2 separate regions of the Rattus norvegicus genome follow, and region 2 is linked to region 1. The links are chromatin contacts, called in public Hi-C maps. All regions are on one chromosome and are shown on one strand. The core of a region is the stretch at or near the end of the contact, and the rest is flanking DNA. Distances in the headings are between cores, read along the strand shown. Region 1 has its middle 44 kb from the start of Mfap3. Region 2 has its middle 26 kb from the start of Galnt10.

Evidence for each region. A called contact is a pair of places that touch in the nucleus more often than the background predicts.
Region 2: a contact with region 1 is called in a Hi-C map of kidney, with 2.4 times the contacts expected there. The contact joins two enhancer-like sites. A contact is called at or near these places in 5 of 12 Hi-C or Micro-C datasets (the A7r5 cell line, frontal cortex, kidney and 2 more).

What each region holds. Positions count from the first base shown.
Region 1 is chr10:42,237,533-42,244,828 of GRCr8, reverse strand. No RefSeq gene overlaps it. Among named protein-coding and RNA genes, the nearest start is that of Mfap3, 44 kb to the right of the region's middle. Within about 2 kb of position 4,783, at least 5 of the 93 cell types and tissues checked have an H3K27ac peak or open chromatin away from gene starts, as enhancers often do.
Region 2 is chr10:42,292,379-42,299,674 of GRCr8, reverse strand. No RefSeq gene overlaps it. Among named protein-coding and RNA genes, the nearest start is that of Galnt10, 26 kb to the left of the region's middle. Within about 2 kb of position 2,689, at least 3 of the 93 cell types and tissues checked have an H3K27ac peak or open chromatin away from gene starts, as enhancers often do.

The sequences.
Region 1 (7,296 bases), core at 3,534-6,033:
TTTGGTCTCTGTGGCAAGGAAATCAGGTGATACATAGCGATAGGGAAGTGTTGAGTCGCCACCTCTCAGACAGAAGGTTCAGATGCAGCCTTACCATTTCTGTGAGGTACCATTCATGTTGTAGTGTTCGACAATGGCCACCACCATCTTGTTTGAGTAAAAGCAAAGAAGCCACATATCAAGGGACTTCAAAAGCATTGGTGGAGGCATTGGGTATGTGGCTTTAATAAGCTTTATACCCAAGCTGTAGGCATCCGATGCTATCTGCAGGCCTCCTTAGCCTTTGGGTTGGTGGAAGGTAGGGTCTGTTTTAAAATGTGGTTATAAATGGCTATGAAGAGTCTAAACTGGATGCCTAGGCTGTTAAGAGTATGCACTAGGGGCTGGGGATTTAGCTCAGTGGTAGAGCGCTTACCTAGGAAGCGCAAGGCCCTGGGTTCGGTCCCCAGCTCCGAAAAAAAGAACCAAAAAAAAAAAAAAAAAAAAAAAGAGTATGCACTAATATTGTGGAGGACTGGAGTTTGGTTCTCAGCATCAACTCTGGGTGACCTACAACCACCTGTATAATTCTAGCTCCAGGGGATTCAGCACTCTCATCTGAATTCTCTGGGCACTGCGCCCATTGTTAGCATTCTGTCTAAGCTCCACCCAAGTTACCTGGCAACAGCCAGGTGTGCCTGACTCACTATAAAAGGGCCTCTTGCCCCCTCTCGCTCTCTTGCTCCTCTCTTGCTCTTGCCTTCCTGTTCCAGCTTTGTCCTCTTGTCCCTTCCCCTCTCTCTCTCCACATTCTCATGGCTGGCCTCTACCCTCCTCCTCCTCCTCCTCCTCCTCCTCCTCCTCCTCCTCCTCCTCCTCCTCCTCCTCTTCCTTGTCCTCCTCCTCCTCCTCCTCCTCCTCCTCCTCCTCCTCCACCTCTACCTCTTCTTCCTCCTCCTCCTCCTCTCTCTCTCTCTCTCTCTCTCTCTCTCTCTCTCTCTCTCTCTCTCTCTCTCTGTCTTTCTCTGCCATTATTACCTTCTCAACTCACCTCCTCATGCCCTGAATAAACTCTACCATTGTATGGTTGGTCCCTCCAGGGGAAGAAATGCCTCAGCTTAGACCTGCCTATAAACACATCACCCATATATACAAACTCCCACACAAGCACATATAATTAAAAAAGAACACACACACACACACACACACACACACACACACACACACCCAAGATAATCTGCCTCTGAACCTGTGACATACTCTGGTGAGTCCGTCAGGTGTCAGTCAGCTGTGTGGAGTCTTTAACAAACACACAGCTTTTTCCTTCTAGGAACACCACTAAGGAATAACGGTCATTTCTATGCCCCTGCCTCATGGCAGTTATAAGGGGGAGAAATGGAGACTTGGAAGAGTGAGGCGACTTCTGAGGGACTGCAGGAAATCGGGAATCAGAGGAGGAAAGCAGAGGGGTCTGCTTGTGGAGACAGACACTTTCATTCAGTTCTTTTGCCAGTTACTTGGGGAAACACTCGGGCCACTATCCCCTGGAGGTCAGGGCAGAATGAATTCCAGTAGTCACTCTGTCACTCTAAAGTGCTGATCAGAGGGTCAGCCATTGCACACCTACAGTCCCAACACTGGGTGGCAGAGACTGACTGGGTTCCAGACTAGCAAGATTCTGTCTGAAAAAAGACAGTGGATGCCCCTGAAGAACGCTGCCTAAAGCTGACTTCTGTGGTGATCTGAGTGAGAAACATTCTTCATAGCATTTGGTGTTTGAGTACTTAGTCCCCAGATGGTGGCGATGTTTGGGGGAGGTCTAGGAGGTGTGGCTTCGGTGGAGGAAGTGTGTCAGTGGATGTGGGCTTTGAGATTAAAAAGCCTCATGCTACACCTGGTTCACTCTTCATGTTTGCTACTGAGGATGTGAGCTTTCAGCTTCTATTTCCTCTGTGGACACCATGCCTGCTTCCACTTCTGTGCCTCCCCGCCAGTGTGGACTCCTATTAATCTAGAAATATAAGTCAAAATAAACCCTCACCCCCACCTTTTTTTTTTTTTTTTTTTTTTGAGATAGGGTTTCTCTGTAGCCCTGGCTGTCCCGGAACTCAGGCATAAAATTCTTCCTTTTATAAATTGCCTTGGTCATGGCATTTTATCACAGCAACAGAATATTAATCATTACAGCCTTTGACCTACATCTACACATAAAAAAAAAAAAAAAAAAAAAAAAAAAAAACCCAATAACTACACCATCCAAGCTGAGGTCCGTTGCTCCTTTGATGCAGGCAGCCAGGGAGCTGTTCTGTTGCAGCCGCCTTTCTGGTTAAGCTACCTATAATATGGCTAGTCTGCCCTGCGCATATAACTGTCTTCCCAGGTAGAGGAAAACGGCAGTCTAGCTCCTGAAATCTAATCTGAGGGGCAGAGGCTGTCAGGCAGGCGGCAAGATTCATGATAAAGCGTTAGTAGATGCAACACTTGTCTGGTTGACTGCGGCGGCAGTGACCTGGTGTCGCGTGCAGAGGGTTCTCCAGGTTGGGAGCACCACGTATGTGCTTCTTTGGCGATGCGGCGTACCCCTAGCTAATGAATTCAGAGGTGCAGACGAGCGCTTAGAGGAGACTGCTTCTACTTGGGTAGCTCCTGGAGAACCTTTCATTTATTTGAATCGTGTCTTAGATCTGCCCTCTGTGATCAAATTAATGAAGAGAAGCGCACACACACACAAAGCCCCTTGGTGTGGGATAAAAAAAGACATCGGGCTCAAAAGAAAGGGCGAGAGCGAGAAAGCCGCGAGTGCCTGAGGGGCTCCTGTGCCTGGCTGCCTAGCAGAAGCTTCACAGAGCCGGCTTCCTCTCTTCTCTGTCTAGGGAGTTGCACCAGCAGTGAGGGAAGGTTGCCATTTCACAGTGCTCCACTAACTTGGCGGTACATCTGTGTAAAGGCCTCCCTAGGAGGACCTACCCTTTCTTGCATACCCCAGTTCCTGCAGTCATCCAAATATTTTTATTCCTGGCTTATTTTTTTGGAGAGGGAAATGAGCTTGGCTGGAAGCTAGGAGGTGGGGGAGGGCTTAGTTGGGTCAGGGCTGTGTCTGTGCTCCCGAAGTGAGAACAGAGGATCAGCCACAGAAGTGATTCAGGTGAGTGACACAGTGTCTGAGGCTGTGACTCAGTGGCAGAGTGCCTGCTTAGCAGTCATAAAGGTCTGAGTTCAATCCACAGCTTTGGGGGGAAAGGAAGGGAGGGAGGGAGGGAGGGAGGGAAAACACAGAAAATGAAACATAAAGGGCACAGGTTTGTCTTTATAACAATGAAGAAGTGACCAGCCTCAGTAGTCCCTACCTATAGCCCAGCTACTTAGGAGGCTGAAGCTCCGGGTCCCTCCTTCTCTTTTTGAGCTCTCCTGTTTGCCTGAGGCTTCATGAGAGGATGAACTGGAACAAGTCCTGGGTTCAAATCCCACCTCCATTTCTACCTAGCAGTGTGAGCTTACCTCCCTGAGCTTATCTCAGCCTTCTTTCTTACAAAATAGGGAATGAGGCCCTTGTCAACCTTGCAGTGGAGGTTAGGACCGCTAACAGCCCTTCTGAGTTCTGACTTCTTCATACAAACCAGGGTGATTTTCCGCTTGTGACCCTTTATGCCTGTGGATGTTTTTATGTAATCAGGAGTACGTAGGTGTATAAAACAGGCATATGAGCAGACAGTCACAATGATAAAATGTACAGAAACCTAATTTTTTACATTAAAAATGATTTAGTGTGTGCATGTATGTGTGTATGTATGTGTGTGTTGTATTTATGCGTGTGTGTTTGTGTGTGTATGTGTATATGTGTGTATGTATGTGTGTGTGAGTGTGTTAGTGTGTGTGTACGTGTGTATGTGTGTATGTGTGTGTATATGTGTGTATGTGTGTACATGTGTGTGCATGTATGTGTGTATATGTGTATGTGTGTGTATGTCTGTATGTGTGTATATGTGTGTATGTATGTGTGTGTATGTGTTTGTGAGTGTGTATGTGTGTACATGTGTGTGCATGTGTGTGCATGTATGTGTAGGTATGTGTGTGAGTGTGTGTATGTGTATGTATGTATGTGTGTGTGCATGTGTGTGCATGTGTGTGTATGTGTGAGTGTGAGTGTGTATGTGTGTGTGTGTGCATGTGTGCGTGTGTGTGCATGTGTGAGTGTGTGTATGTGTGTGTGTGTCCTGGGGATTGAACTCAGGTTTGCAGGTTTGACATCAAGCCTTTTCATTGTTGAGCCATCTCACCAGTCCAAGAAAGTTATTTTGAAGCAATTCTTTGGTATCCGTATACTCTTGTTGTTGATTACAGACTAAATCAAATGTGCATACTAAGGAGAGGGGTAAGCTTGTTCGCTTTTACATACATAGTTCATGTTGGGCTACACATTTGATGCTGCAGGACATGGCATCTTCAGTGTTCTTCAGAGCTGGCAGCTTTTTTGGTTTTCTGTCATCCGTGCTGAGAAGGTCGACTCACAAGGATACATGGCACAAATGACAGAAATTGTGTTTAGAGCCATTTCAGAAATCATCAGGAATCCCGTTTAATCCCAAGCCAGCGTTCACTTAATAATTTTTTTTTAATGAAGCTCAAGTCACAACCCAAGCAGCGATTTTAAAACCAAACATTCTACTACAGTACATTCCAAACATACACTAATTTGATACATGCTGAGGGATGACGATAGAAAACTCGGTCTTTGTTTTCCTGATTAGATCACCATGCTTCTACAGGAACTGGAAACTTGGCATGGGCAGTAAGCCTTCAGCAGACTTGGAACGTAGCTCAGCCTTGAATCTGGGCTGAGGTCAGGCAGGCAGCGTCCCTCCGTATCCAGCGGCTGACGGCAGGTGAGCTGCGGAGGGCCTGGGTCCTGTGTTCAGCCCCAAGGCTGCAGCGACCTCACGGAATAGAACAGCAAACACAGACAGGCACTGCCACAGATGTCATGAATGCGTTGTGTGAGTTCTAACCTTCATTTTCATTTTATGTCTGTAGGTGTTTTGCCTGACATGTTTGGTTTCAAGTTAATTTTTGGTTGTTGTATATCTAGAAGTCTTTACCACTGGTTTTCTTCCCTTTTCTTTTTTTCACAACTATCACAGTCTGCTGTGTGCCTCCACATGGAGATGTGACCCACTGGTCAAGCAGCTGTGGTCAATGTGGGGGGAGGAGTAAGATGTATGAAATGAGTGCTGTTGATTGTGGCTTCTTAGGACTGATGCAGGGGTTAGAGAGCTAAACTCTGAGATGGGTGCCTTGCTTGCAGCTCCTGCTGGGTCCTAGGAGCCTCCCACTGCGCAGGTGACTTTAAAGGTGACAATGAACAGTCATTTCCCTCATCTGGTCAGGTGGTGTGTGCGAGTGTGTGTGCAAGTGTGGCAGTGTGTGTATGTATGCTTACATGTATTATGTGCAGGGCAGAGGACAACCTCCAGGGTTGCTCCTCAGAACTGTCTACCTTATTATGTTTGTGTATTGAGACAGGCTCTCTTACTGGCCCGGAACTTGACAAGTGGGCAAAGCTAGCTGGCCAGTGAACCCAGAGTCTGCATGTCTCACATGCCACCAAGCTTCGATTTTTTTTTTTTTTTAACATGGGTTCTGGGGACTGTACTCAGACCAGTGTGTCTGCAGGGCAAGCACTTTATGCACTGAACCATCTTTCCAGCCCTCAGGTTATTTCCCCACACGGGTTTGGACTCCATTTACAGAGCTGCTTATGTTTGGCAATAAAGTCCCCCCTTCACGCCCCCCACCCCCACCTGTGGTGAGCTTTGTGTGTGGTTGTCTCTGGATGAGCAAACAGAGTCCTCTGATGAGAGAGGAACTCCCAGGGCCTCCAGTAGAATATCTGCGAACAAGGAAATGTCAAGGAACATGTTTTTCTCCTGGTAAATGTCCTGGACCAACCTGGTCCTGTTTGATTTCAAGGCAGGAAGTGCAAATTAAGGACCTGAGAGAGCTCATTCTCACTGACTCCTGCTGGCGTCTGGGAGGGATGTGTCAGCTCATCAAGGAGGGAGAGCTATGGGGTGGGGGCTGTTAGTCTCAGAAAGGGCAGCTGTAGCAGCTCTAACTGAATCGCAGCTTGAATTAAAATCTGGTGAACTCCAAGCCTGGAAAACGACTAGATGCCACCAAACGTTAGAGATGATCTAATCTGAACTCTCTCGAGAGGGAAACTGAGCTCAGTGAGTCTACAGCTGGGCGGAGGCTAGGCCTCGAGACTTCTTGGGGGTGTTGTGTTTGCGTATGTGTGCCTGTGTGTGTGTGCCTGTGTGTGTGTGTGTGTGTGTGTGTGTATGGTGTGTATGTATATGTTGTCTGTGTGTGTGGTATGTGTGTGGTATATGTGATGTGTATGGTATGTGTGGTGTACGTGATGTGTGTGGTATGTGTGTGTGTAATATGTATGTGGTATGTGCATGAGTGTGTGGCATGTACATATGATGTGTATGTGTTATGTGTATGTGTTGTGTGTGTATGTATATGGGTGTGTGGTGTGTGTATGATGTGTGTATGATACAGGTGTGGGGTATATGGTGTATATGTATGTGTGGTGTGTGTGGTATGTGTGTGATGTGTGTATGTATGTGCATGTGGTGTGTGGTATGTATGGTGTGTATGTGTGTTGTGTGTGTGGTGTATGTAGCATGTGTGTGTAGTGTGTTGTGTGTGTGTTTATGTGTATGTGTGTTGCACTTAGGGCTTTCTTCCTTTGCCTTTCTCCTCCACTGTTTGCTCTGCGTCACACTTATACACTGTCTGCTCTGTTATTATCCTGGTTTTCTTAATACTTGAATCAATTCCATTTTTTATTCCTAAATAAATTAATTTTGAAAGGCAATTGCCATAAAGGGAAAGCAGGGATCATTTGCCTCAGTCACGGGCAACTGCAGACACAAATGCTATGAAAGGCAGCCAAATGTGAACAGACACTCTTGTGTGGGGCTGAGGATGTAGCCCAGTTGAACACTGCCTGCCTGGTATGTGTGGAGCCCTGGGCTTACTTCTTACCACTGTATAAACCGGGTGTTGAAGTGGAAACTTCTGGTTTCTTTGGAAAGTTAGTTATCAAATGATCTTTTACTGGGGCACACAGGTGAAAGGACGTCTTGCCGAAGCAATCAAGTGAAAGATTGCTTTCCTGCAGCAGACACAGGTGAGAGGATGCTTGGATGCAGCAGACACGTGGAAGGGCCCATGGTGAAGGAGTGTAGACGTGACCCCACAGACAGGGGATGAGCACTGAGCTTGGTTGGTTTGCTCCGCCTCCTACTC
Region 2 (7,296 bases), core at 1,440-3,939, 57 kb before region 1:
ACAGGTAACAGTGCTTGATACTAACCCTAATGGCCTCAATTTGACCCCCAGAAACCTCATGGGAGAGAGAACCAACTCCTGCAAGTTGTCCTTTGACCTCCACATACATGGGATGGCATGGATGAATTGCATGCACAAATACACACACACACACACACACACACACACACACACTAACATATACCATATATATGTAAAATAAATAAATAATAAATACAATGTAATTCTTTATGTTTTAAAAAAGAAAAATATATGGGAGATGCTTAGACTATTGCCAAGGTGCGTGATGGATATTATAATTAGAGCGCGGAGTTTGGGTGGGGCTATTTGTCAGAGGGTGGCTTACTGTGTGTTACTGTGTATTTGAGTGGTTGTAGGCTTCTGTTCGCCTCTCCCGGATAGAACCTGAACTCCAACACAGCTGTCTGACCCATCCCTATATCCCCAGCCTTACTCGGTGTCTCAGTTACTGTTTTTCTAATGATCTAAGGAATAAAAGACCCACCCCACACTGTGGGGTTGGGTTAAGAGGAGAGTTAGGGATGCTGGAGAAAACAGGTGCTCTTGGAGGTCCCCTTCCCCCCAAACACCTCCAGCAGCTTCTTGTACCTGAACCCACCATGAAAAGCATCCTTAAAATGTAGGCAAGCAGGAGTTAGGAGAGAGCTACAGCCCAGCCTCAACCTTGGCTCTATGCTGCAGCATACCTGGGGAAGAGAACATGAAGACAGGCAGGCAGGGACAGGAGCCCAAGGGAGGGCAGAGGCAGGGTGAGCAATCAGAGGTGCTCCAGGTGGACATTGAGGACACAGAGAACCAGGGACACCTATGGCTGACAGACACACGGTAGAAGTTGAAGAAGCAAAGGACGGAAGACGAGTGTTGGACCTGGCAGGGAATCCTCCAAAGGCTGACAGGCTACAGTTGGCTGGTGATTTATGAGCAGTGAGCGTTTCCTCACAGCAGAACCTCCAGAGAAGCTGGCTGGAATGGCGCTCTCAGAGTTGGGGAGATCATGGTGCAGAAGAAGGAGTTCAGCCTCCCTGCCTATCTCACACACTTTAAACAGAGACTTGTGAGAGCAAGTTGGTGGCTCAAGCCTGGAATCCCAGCCATGCAAAGCTAGCATCGGCTACACAGGAAACACAAGGCTAAGTAGTCTCCTTTGTCTCACACACTCCATTCCAAACAGTGAGACCCACGCAGGAAGTTTTGACTCAAGATCAATGACATTAACTGGTCTCTGCCCCTCCCCTTTCCTCTTTTCTTCCCTCCCTTTGTCCCCTTCTCTTTTCCCTTCTTCTTTCCTCAATCCCTATTCCTTTCCTCTCTCCTCCTTCCACCTCCCCCTCCTCCTCTTCTTTACTTTTGAATTATTCAGCACACAGAAAGTACAAGGCACTCGGGGCCACAGAGATCCAATAAGACATGATTCTTAACTTTTAAAGTGTCCTCCGTGGCAGCTCGTGAGCGGAAAGAAGCCGTCAGCAGGATGATGAGTGCCGTGTGGTTCTGCTTACGACATCAGTGTTTAATTTTGTTTGTTCGAGCTTCCTGGGTATGTGGGGAGGCAGGCACGAAGTGAGCCAGGCGACAATGATCCAATTTGCAGCTGAAGCTTCTGGGGGGATGAGTAGAAATGGAACCTGAATGGAAACTGGGGGGTTTGTTCTGTCTGAATGTGAATGAACGGTTTTTATTTTACTTGGTGTGTATGTGTGTGTTGTGGGGTAGGGGGGGAGGTCGACGGTGAGATGAGTCAGCAAATAAAGGAGCTTGCGGCCAAGCCCGAGTACCTGAGTTCAATACCCAGATTTTCCATATAGCCAAAAGAGAAAATGGACCCCGAAAGTTGTGCTCTGACTTCCACGCAGGTTCTGTGGCAGGGGGCTACCCTTTCTCTCATAATAAGTTTTGAAATGAAAAGAAGGAATATCTAATGGTGTTTCAGAGCAGCCATTCTTAGATGGTAGGCACCACTCTTGTAAATTTCTCATGTTGAGGAAAAGAAGCTCCAGGAACCAGCGGGTTGTGATATAGTAAGGTGTTTGTTAGTCCACATTTTTTTTTTCAAAAGCAGGTGCACCAGGGCTGGCCAGACAAAGGCTGAAGAGAGGCACCTTCTCTCACAGCCCTGCATCTTTCTTCCTTCTGATCACACTCTGAGCTGTTTGAAGTGGGCCCACGTTCAGTAAGATTCAATGAGGCCGGGGACGAACCTCTGTGCAGCAGAGGCTTCAGTCAGGCCCAACAAATGGGTGCTTACACCAACCCTCACACAATGGGTATTTTCAGTAAGAACATGGGAAAACTGGGCGTGTTTACATTAGATGCCAGCTCTTCAGGGACATGTAGTGACTTCCTGTATTCTGTGTGACAGGATTAGACCTTTTGTGGTTTCATTGTTTTGAAGATAGGTGGCCCTGGCTGGATTTGAACTTACTATGTTGCTGAAGATGATCTCGGACCCCTGATCCTCCTGCTTCTCTCTGGAAAGTGCTGAGATTTAAGGCATGTGCCTGGATCAAGTGTTTAGATCCTTTAAAGGCCTTCTGCCCACGTCTGCAAAACAGAAATGATTCCCATCGCATTGCAAGGTCATACATATTAAATGAGTTGTGTGTGTAAGAGCCTAGCCCATTGCACAGGGCAAGGAGCTGGGAATAGTTATTTCCTCTTGGGACTGCAGTTGTTTGGGGGAGCACATTCTGTTCCTGTTGGAGGACTCTATCAGCCAGCCTAGCTGTGGAGGGATAGAAGCTTGCAGTATTTGGCCAGTGTTCTCTACACGGGCAAAGACAAATAGGGACCTATTTTTTTCTGCATTATAAGGGCACACCCATTGTACATGTTGTAGAGTGGAGCCTGCATTTTCTGTATGGATGGCTCAGTGTACATACTAACTAATGCTTTGCTAGGTTCTCAGTTCACCCCTAGCCCAGGCGGTGCTGGGAGGCATACAGGACTGCTGTGAGCAAACACTAACCGTGCTTACAGCTGCACAGAGACCAACAGTGAGGGACAGAGTCACATGGACGTAGCTGATCACCTGACCAAAGGGGCAGGGCTGAACTCTGGAATGACTGCCCATTTTTAGTTCTGTTCTCTATATAGCCAGCTGGCCGGAGATGGGATGAAAGGCTGTTTCCTGAGGTGTATTTCTGCTGCCTTCTTGGACCTGTAGCTCTCAATGAAGTGCTATTTAAAGGCGTTGCTCATCAGACAACAAAAGGAGATCAAGGGGATACAGATCGGAAAAGAAGAGGTCAAAATATCACTATTTGCAGACGACATGATAGTATATTTAAGTGATCCCAAAAGTTCCACCAGAGAACTACTAAAGCTGATAAACAACTTCAGCAAAGTGGCTGGGTATAAAATTAACTCAAATAAATCAGTTGCCTTCCTCTATACAAAAGAGAAACAAGCCGAGAAAGAAATTAGGGAAACGACACCCTTCATAATAGACCCAAATAATATAAAGTACCTCGGTGTGACTTTAACCAAGCAAGTAAAAGATCTGTACAATAAGAACTTCAAGACACTGAGGAAAGAAATTGAAGAAGACCTCAGAAGATGGAAAGATCTCCCATGCTCATGGATTGGCAGGATTAATATAGTAAAAATGGCCATTTTACCAAAAGCAATCTACAGATTCAATGCAATCCCCATCAAAATACCAATCCAATTCTTCAAAGAGTTAGACAGAACAATTTGCAAATTCATCTGGAATAACAAAAAACCCAGGATAGCTAAAGCTATCCTCAACAATAAGAGGACTTCAGGGGGAATCACTATCCCTGAACTCAAGCAGTATTACAGAGCAATAGTGATAAAAACTGCATGGTATTGGTACAGAGACAGACAGATAGACCAATGGAATAGAATTGAAGACCCAGAAATGAACCCACACACCTATGGTCACTTGATTTTTGACAAAGGAGCCAAAACCATCCAATGGAAAAAAGATAGCATTTTCAGCAAATGGTGCTGGTTCAACTGGAGGGCAACATGTAGAAGAATGCAGATCGATCCATGCTTATCACCCTGTACAAAGCTTAAGTCCAAGTGGATCGAGGACCTCCACATCAAACCAGACACACTCAAACTAATAGAAGAAAAACTAGGGAAGCATCTGGAACACATGGGCACTGGAAAAAATTTCCTGAACAAAACACCAATGGCTTATGCTCTAAGATCAAGAATCGACAAATGGGATCTCATAAAACTGCAAAGCTTCTGTAAGGCAAAGGACACTGTGGTTAGGACAAAACGACAACCAACAGATTGGGAAAAGATCTTTACCAATCCTATAACAGATAGAGGCCTTATATCCAAAATATACAAAGAACTCAAGAAGTTAGACCGCAGGGAAACAAATAACCCTATTAAAAAATGGGGTTCAGAGCTGAACAAAGAATTCACAGCTGAGGAATGCCGAATGGCTGAGAAACACCTAAAGAAATGTTCAACATCTTTAGTCATAAGGGAAATGCAAATCAAAACAACCCTGAGATTTCACCTCACACCAGTGAGAATGGCTAAGATCAAAAACTCAGGTGACAGCAGATGCTGGCGAGGATGTGGAGAAAGAGGAACACTCCTCCATTGTTGGTGGGATTGCAGACTGGTAAAACCATTCTGGAAATCAGTCTGGAGGTTCCTCAGAAAATTGGACATTGAACTGCCTGAGGATCCAGCCATACCTCTCTTGGGCATATACCCAAAAGATGCCTCAACATATAAAAGAGACACGTGCTCCACTATGTTCATCGCAGCCTTATTTATAATAGCCAGAAAATGGAAAGAACCCAGATGCCCTTCAACAGAGGAATGGATACAGAAAATGTGGTACATCTACACAATGGAATATTACTCAGCTATCAAAAACAACGAGTTTATGAAATTCGTAGGCAAATGGTTGGAACTGGAAAATATCATCCTGAGTGAGCTAACCCACTCACAGAAAGACATACATGGTATGCACTCATTGATAAGTGGCTATTAGCCCAAATGCTTGAATTACCCTAGATCCCTAGAACAAAGGAAACTCAAGACGGATGATCAAAATGTGAATGCTTCACTCCTTCTTTAAATGAGGAAAAAGAATTCCCTTGGCAGGGAAGGGAGAGGCAAAGATTAAAACAGAGACTGAAGGAACACCCATTCAGAGCCTGCCCCACAGGTGGCCCATACATATACAGCCACCCAATTAGACAAGATGGATGAAGCAAAGAAGTACAGACCGACAGGAGCCGGATGTAGATCGCTCCTGAGAGACACAGCCAGAATACAGCAAATACAGAGGCGAATGCCAGCAGCAAACCACTGAACTGAGAATAGGTCCCCCGTTGAAGGAATCAGAGAAAGAACTGGAAGAGCTTGAAGGTGCTCGAGACCCCAAAAGTACAACAATGTCAAGCAACCAGAGCTTCCAGGGACTAAGCCACTACCTAAAGACTATACATGGACTGACCCTGGACTCTGTCCCCATAGGTAGCAATGAATATCCTAGTAAGAGCACCAGTGGAAGGGGAAGCCCTGGGTCCTGCTAAGACTGAACCCCCAGTGAACTAGACTATGCGGGAAGGGTGGCAATGGGGGGAGGTTTGGGAGGGGAACACCCACAAGGAAGGGGAGGGGGGAGGGTGATGTCTGTCCGGAAACCGGGAAAGGGAATAACACTTGAAATGTATATAAGAAATACTCAAGATAATAAAAAAAATAAAAAAATAAAAAAATAAAAAAAAAGAATGTACAAGTTAAATTTCTCTATACAAATGCATATAAAGCTATTGTCCCATCACTGAAGAATATCTATTTGAAGAGAACTAAAACTTAATTACAAAGGGCCTGTCAATCAAGTCTTTGCGTGCAGCCCAGCACAGGTAAAATACCTTTTCCAATGACAACTCTGAAGACAAGCTCTTTAATGTTACTATTTAAAGACCTCCGTGGGGAGCAATTCTTGGGCCCTGACATGAACTACCTCCAAAGTGAGAAGCATGAACCAGGGCCCTTGGAAAGTATTTATTAAGTAGATTTGCAATGGGCTTTTCAGGAAATGAGTATTACTTCATTTTTCAATAGGAGTCTGTGCTGTCACAATAAAAATAAGCTGCTATATCTTCTCCCATATAATTTTCTGAGTTCCAAATGCTAGGAAGGCCACAGCTATATTTGAATATTAAATTTTATTGAAACTACATTTGTTTTCAATATTAAAGTTAAGGATTTTACAAAGTCTGGTGAGCAGCATGTAAGTGCTATTCTTGCAGTAAAAAAAAAACAAAACAAAACAAAAAAAACCAGAACCTGGGGACAGAGAAGAATGTGCTCTGGATAATTTATTAATAATGTATTAATATACATATTTCAACTTTTTATAGATAATGTATCATGAATAGCTGATTCACATCATTGTTAACATTTTCATAACGGCAAATAGCATGACTCAAGGGCATGGCCCTACTTTTACATTTGGCTTCATATTCTTAATAAAAAATATTTACTATACTAAAAAAAAAAAAAAAAAGGCGTTGCTCACGGTATAGGTGATAACAGGTGGGCATGCAGCCAGTGAGCTGCACCCCAGATGTGAACATTTGTGAGAGCAAGCAACGGAGACAGATGAGAAGCTGAAGCTTAGAGAGAGGTGGGGGGAGAAGGAGAGGAGGACAGGAGGAGAGAGGGAGAGAGAGGGAGGGAGAGAGGGAGAGAGGGAGAGAGAGAGAGAGAGGGGGGGGAGATAGAGATGGAGATAGAGATGGAGATAGAGGCAGAAAGACTGACTGTGGAGTGTGTAGGTGGGAGACAGAGATACAGGCTGCTCTGAGCCCCAGGTTCTGACTTTCTGCCTAGAATCTAAGGCTGTCCCTCTAGCCTTCCCCACTGGAACTTCCAACACACCTTCACAGGCTCCAAGCAGAACTTCAGCTAATCCCTAAGATCCAGTGATAGCCAGTTCACTTGGCCTTCATCAGAGAGCCAGTCTAAAACACTCACAGGAAGCTACTCAAAAGCGTAGCAGAGCCAGTGAGGTCTTGCCAGGGCTTTAGTCTCAGCCCCTACCAGCAATTATCTCAGTGACTCCTGGAAAGTCTGATAGCTTCCTAGACCTGTCCCTGGGCCTCGGGAGTCCTGGCCTTGTGGAAGCCCATGGAGACTGACCACAGCAGCCTTTACAGGAAGAGCAGGCAGAACTGTGCCTCATAGCTGTCAGTTCTGACTTGAGCAGACCTGAGAGCCAGCCTGTGTGGAAGAGTCCCCATGCAGGTTGTAACCCAGGGCCAGTGA